Regions from separate parts of the Ovis aries genome. Here region 1 is linked to region 2. A link is a contact called in public Hi-C data. All regions are on one chromosome and are shown on one strand. Each heading gives the region's core, a stretch centred on a gene start, on an enhancer-like site or on the middle of the called end of the contact. The rest is flanking DNA. Distances are from core to core; before and after follow the strand shown. Region 1 overlaps SYN3 (synapsin III). Region 2 overlaps SYN3 (synapsin III).

What was found. Hi-C and Micro-C count contacts between places; a contact is called where the count stands out from the background.
Region 1: a contact with region 2 is called in a Hi-C map of tail adipose tissue, with 5 times the contacts expected there. The contact joins two enhancer-like sites. A contact is called at or near these places in 9 of 16 Hi-C or Micro-C datasets (hypothalamus, liver, mesenteric adipose tissue and 5 more).

The regions. Positions count from the first base shown.
Region 1 is chr3:176,843,646-176,846,607 of ARS-UI_Ramb_v3.0, forward strand. The region is part of intron 6 of SYN3 (synapsin III); the gene reads right to left. Among named protein-coding and RNA genes, the nearest start is that of TIMP3, 150 kb to the right of the region's middle. Within about 2 kb of position 1,511, at least 20 of the 54 cell types and tissues checked have an H3K27ac peak or open chromatin away from gene starts, as enhancers often do. A contact at or near this core is called in tail adipose tissue, where this site is marked.
Region 2 is chr3:176,742,753-176,745,730 of ARS-UI_Ramb_v3.0, forward strand. SYN3 (synapsin III) reads right to left here. Exons shown (of 14, transcript XM_042247181.2): 10 at 885-987. Among named protein-coding and RNA genes, the nearest start is that of FBXO7, 46 kb to the left of the region's middle. Within about 2 kb of position 1,674, at least 19 of the 54 cell types and tissues checked have an H3K27ac peak or open chromatin away from gene starts, as enhancers often do. A contact at or near this core is called in tail adipose tissue, where this site is marked.

The DNA of each region.
Region 1 (2,962 bases), core at 261-2,760, 100 kb after region 2:
ATTTCATTCACTTGGTCAACATGTATTGTATGGCCAGGTACTGGGGGACATATTGGTGCGGGACATATTGGTGCAGTACATACTGGCTCTCCTAGGGAAACTAGGACTCCTAGCTAGTGTGTTGAATAAAATGGTAAAGAATGTCTAACCCTGGCTATAATTTTGGCTGATTATTGACAGAAATTGTTTATCTAACATCCATGTGTTGAGCACCTCTTACCTGCCTGACTTCTGGTAGATCTATGAAAGAAGGTTAAGAAGGTTAAGATAGGGTGCCTGCTCTAAGAAAGCTTATTAATCCAGATCTGTCTCCTTAAGGGAGACTTCAGCTGGCCAACGTGGTCAGGGGAGTTTCTAAAGGGTGCTCCCTTCACCCTTCACCTGTAACCGGAATCAGGTAAGGAACCAAGCCAGAGACCCTGTTTCTTTGGAGGATGGCTTCCATGTTAATCCATCTCAGAGAAGTGGGCAAGGCTCAGTGTGCCCACAAGGTGGCGGCATTCTAGCATATTCCCAACTGCTGGGGTTACTGGGAAATAGCGCCTTCTGTTGGCAAGGAGGGGAGAAACCACTTCCTCTCTTACAGGGGCTGAGAGTGGGTTTCATCTCTTCTGTTCAAAGTACAAACCTGGGAAAGTCCTGCAACCAGGGGCTGAGGGGAGAGGGCGATGGTGCTGAACAAAGGAAAATGGTGCTAACGATGCCTTATCTGATCCAGCAAACCTTCCTGGATGCCCTCCCGAAGTTCCCCTAACCCCAAGTATGTGTAGAATCTCCTCTGGGTCCCTTCACCTGAGCACTTGCCACACTGAATTTGCATCACTGCTTTACCATTTTTCTTTCATATGGCTAGGACCATATCCCTTTCCTCTTAGAATGCCTGGTGCCTACACAAAGTGTGACCCAGGGTGAGGGTTAAAGCTCCTTGTTGAATGAATGAAGTTTGTTCTAAGCAAGAACTTAAAACAGAGTCTCACTTGAGTACCATCATCCTGGCGAGGGCGTCTCAGGCCATTATCATCCTTGTCTTCAAAGATGGAAACTGCAAGATGGGAGACCGAGGATGAAGCCCAAGATGCCCTGATGTTAGTCACCGGAGGACCAGGATCCACTTTACATCTACCTCTGGCCAAAAGGTGCCAGCCTCGTCCAAGGCAGCCAGAGAATAAAGGTGGAGGAGACGGAAAATTCAGATCTGAGTCTGGCGCCCACTGCAGAAAACTAGGGCCCTTAATCTCGGTTTTCACGTGACTTCCATCTCTGACCAGGGAGGGGGCATGAGTTTCAGTTCTGTGGCCAGGGGCGGGGGGAGGTGGTCCACTCCTCGGAACAAGCAAGTTCAACCTGCTTCCCATCTCCTTCCAGCCAGGCCTTTCCACCTCTGTGGTTGGAGCTCCAGCAAAGAAGAAAGCAGTCAGAGGCATTCTGAAGGGCTCAACCTCCTCACATTCCAGCCCTGGCTGAAGCCAGCCCAGGAACAAGTGGAGAGCCTCTCTTGGAGGAAGTGATTCAGAAACCACGATGGCCTGGCGGCCCGCCGTGACTCACAACACATCAATGGAGGAATTGTCTGTGGAGGCTGAAAATACCAAAGCTCTTTTCTTTCCTTCCTTTCTTTTCTTTTTTTTTTTCTCTTTCTTTTTTTCCCCTCCCCTTGGCGGCATTGTGCAACACCAGAGCTGCCCAGAAACATGTGTTTCTCATCACTGGCTCCAATAGCCGCCTTGGAGGACTGGGGAGAAAACAAGACTGAGAGTGAAGAGACCACAGGGGGAACTGCAGCAGTTAAAGCGGGGTTGGGGGCTTCTCTTTCACCACACCCGAGTCCTGTTTCACCATCCCCATCAACACCAGCATGCCCAAAGAACATCTGGGATGGCAGAAAATAGAATTTTGGGTCTGGGAGAAAACTAGTCTGTCTCTCCTTCTATCTTTTTCTACATGGGGAAACTGAGGCCCCGAGAAGAGAAGTGGCTTGCTAAATATCCTCAGTTCAGTTCAGTTCAGTCGCTCAGTCGTGTCCGACTCTTTGTGACCCCACGGACTGCAGCACGCCAGGCTTCCCTGTCCATCACCAACTCCTGGATAAATACCCTACAGCCTCATTACATCTTGTATTTTGCTGCAGCAACTGCATTTTTCTGTATCCCAGGTCAGGAAATGTAGTTTGATAAAGGGTGATTTTCATGAACTTGGGCAAACTCCAGAAGATAGTGATGGACAGAGAGGCCTGGTGTGCTACAGTCCATGGCTTTGCAGAGTTAGACACAACTTAGCAACTGAACAACAACAAGTGAAAAATGAGAAGTCATAGTAAGTTTTGTTATAAATCTATCAATGGTCCCTTTCCCCTTGTCTATCAGACTTAGGAAATTGGTCAGCACAAGGTCACTTAGGTCATCTGCAAATTCTATAGGCCATTTTGCAGTTTTCATCCAACTCTGTAGCATGCGACATTGGTGCCCATTGGTACCACCCCTCTGTTTTTCTTTCCTAACTCTGCAGCTGCTTCTTTTCAGCATCCTTTGCCCCTCCACCCACCTACCTACCACTGGCTCTCAAACATCTAAGTGGGATATGGCTCTCTCCGAGGCCTTCTTCTCTTCTTATTCAGATCCATGTTCCTGGTATTAGCAATGACCTGTTCACTGATGGCTCCCAGATCTTATCTACAGCCCATTCATATTTTCTTAGCTACAGATGTGTATATGTCGCTGTATTCTCAGCACCTTCTTTGGATGCCCCAAACTGAATGCATCATTTTCCTCCAAAGCTCTTTGACTATTTTCTTAGAAAATATTTATTTGGCTGTGCTGGTTCTTAGTTGCAGCATGTGGGATCTAGTGCCCTTACCAGGGATCCAACCTGGGCCCCTTGCATGGCGACCACCAGAGAAGTTCCCCTTTGACTATTTCAGTTTAATTGTCAAGCAACTATGGGATCAGTACAGTCAGTATTCTGA
Region 2 (2,978 bases), core at 424-2,923:
AGCCTTTTCAGGGGAAGCCACGGAGAGCCATGGGCTCTGGCGGGGGCCAGGAAAGGGTTAGGAGGGGAGGGGAGCTGTGAGGTCAGGAGAGACACAGGGGCGCCATGGCGTGGGAGGAGGACTGTGGGATTGAGGGAGGCCTGGGGAGGAAGTCATGGGGGTAGGCAGGGGAATGGGAGGCCCACAGGGACCCACAGGCGACAGCTCTGGAGGGCAGCAGGGGCTCGTTGGCCTGTGAGATGCCGGAAAGTTGAGGGAGAGATTCTGGTACTCTGAGCACTCTGAACCTCTCTCATATATTTGCCTCCGTTCTCACCCCGTTCCTAACCATCAGTGCCCCGCAGTGACTAGTGCACCATCCTCCCCGCCGGCCGGCACACTCCATACGTGTCTTGTTCAGGACTCTGTCTCCAGAACTGCCCCACACCAGGCCCATGGGAGCCCCTAATATATGTTTGTTGATTGAACAGATGATGGACTCTTCACGGTGACTGTGGAAGTGGACTCTCTTTACCCGCTTGGACACTAAGAAAATTTAACAGACTGGAGGGGACAGAATTTTGCCAACTCTTGGCCCAGTGCCCTTCCCCTATTGTTAGGGCCACAAGTGTTGGAAGGTTGTCAAACCTCATGCCCAAAGTCATCAAAGTCCAGGGCAGGACCCCCGGGCACAAAGATGCAGCCAAGAGGGTGGATGGGGGTACGTGAGGGCAGTGGGTGAGAAGGCTCTGGGAGCCACTCCCTGAGGCCTAGGCTGCTTGTGCCTCAGCCCTGACCTAAGACACAGATGACCACACTGGAGGTCACACCTGGACTCCTTCCCTCTGGAATGCCTGCCCAGGGGCCTGGTTCCGGCCAGGGGGAACTCCTGCTCCATTGCTCACCTCTATGATGTAATCTCTGCCATCTTTGCTGTGGACAGCCTTGACAGCACAGATGTCCAGGCCACCAAACATCTCCGAGCAGCTGTCCACCCACAGCCTGTACCTGCAGGGATGGACAGACAGTGAGTATGCTGCACAGGGGGCACGAGCGGGAAGCAGACGGCGAGAGATGCAGAGACGGGGGAAGGAGAGACCCAGAGAGACACCCACAGGAAAAACAGGCCAGGAGACAGACAGTGACATACGCACAAACACATCCATTCAGAGATGGAGAGAGACAGGAAGACGTAAGAGACAGAGATGCACGAGAGACAGAGAGGCAGAGAAACAGAGGCAGTGGGAGAGCCAATGGGTAAAAAGAGAGGCAGAGATGTAGAGGGACAGTGGGAGACACGCAGAGGGAGAGAGGTTAGACAGGGAGCTAGGCAGGCAGGCGACAAGCAGGATGAGGGGGGCAGTGAGGGGAGTTGGGGTGATCTCAGAGACCTGACCTCCTTCCCCTCCCCAGGACTTTGCTGGCCCCCCAGTACCGAGGAGCTTGTCCTGCCCCCAGCTGGAGCTGTCCTGGACCCCAGCTGCTCCTGAAATCCTTTTCCCTTGGGAAAACTGCTTGAAGGGCCCCAGAAATCCCTCCCAGGCCCAGCCTGCGGGGACAAAGGGTGTATTCTCCCCCTTGCCTGGGGCACGCAGGCAGAGGAGCCTGGCAGGCTTCTCCAGACTGGCCCGGGGGCCTGGCCCTCTGGACCTGCTGCTTTTGTTCCCTTTCCAGCCACTTGATGGCTGTAGGGTCCGTTTGCTTTGCAGAAGATCTCAGTGCTGGACTCTGACCCTGCAACAAGGGGATGGTTGTATCTTCCCGGCCTTGTGCTTGGCTTCCTTCGTGGTGGCTGGATTTGGAGTCACAGGGGACTTTGTGTCAATGTTCTTGCTTTTCTCCCCACCCTCCAGGGTCACATGGGGCACGCCTGCTCATAGATCTATTTGTGTCTCTGAGCCATAAGGCCTGGAATGAGCTGAAGTGCTCTCAGAGCTGGCTCTCTCATCTCTGCTGCTAAGTCCCCTTGAGGCACTGAGGCTACTGACCATGAATTTGCAGAAGGGAAAGTGGATTCCAGGCCTGAGCAGCCCCACTCCCATGGCAGGGAATGGCCCATGGGGCCTGGAACTGAGCAGAGCCAGGGAGATAATGACCTGCTGGAGACACCTCTGAGCAGCGTGCGAGGCCCGGGGAAAGGCTGGGCTTACGTTCTGGAAAGGTGGTGGAGAAAAGGGCCACGACTGCCCCTTGAATGCCCACTGGGGGAAGGCTGTCACTCCCCCAGACCAGGGGGTGCAGTTGTGCCAGGGAACGAGCACAGCCCCTGAGACTGGAGAGCACAGGTGGGCACCCACCTTGGGGGTGGCACCTGGGACTGGCGGGAAGGGAAGGAGACCACTATTTCCAGTGCACTCCCTGCCACTGAAGATCCCTTTCTCATCAGCCCTCTGGCTTGGGTGCATTACCTCCAATCTACAGCTGAAGAAGTTCAGAAATGGTAGTTAACCTGTGTAACACAGCTCTGAAGGAGGCAGGACCACTCACTTTAGTTCATGCTGTTTCCTCAGCTTAGAGCCCTGGACGGGGAGTTCCACAAGGGCAGGAACCATGTTACACCCCTCCCCTAAGTCTCAGTCCGTGTTACGGTAGCACAGTGGTCCCACTTCACTCTCTCGGGGCAGAGGCGTGACACAGGAGTATCTGATTACAGGGCTGCTGCTTTCTGGGTCATAGTGATGGCCTCCACGATGGTCATGTGACTTAAGTCAGGCCTATCAGTGAATAAGGCTCAACTCCAGGCTTTGATTGAAATGGTTGGGAAAGACATCTTCCTTCTGCTGGACTCGACACAGTTAAGCTGTAAGCCTGGGGCCGTTTTGGATCACTATATGAGTGAGCTGACCGGAATGAAGCCAACATGGAAGAAAGCTGGACTGAAGTTGGCAGTGAAAGTGAAAGTCTCTCAGTCGTGTCCGACTCTTTGTGACCCCATGGACTGTAGCCCACCAGGCTCCTCTGTCCATGGAATTCTCTAGGCAAGAGTACTGGAGTGGGTG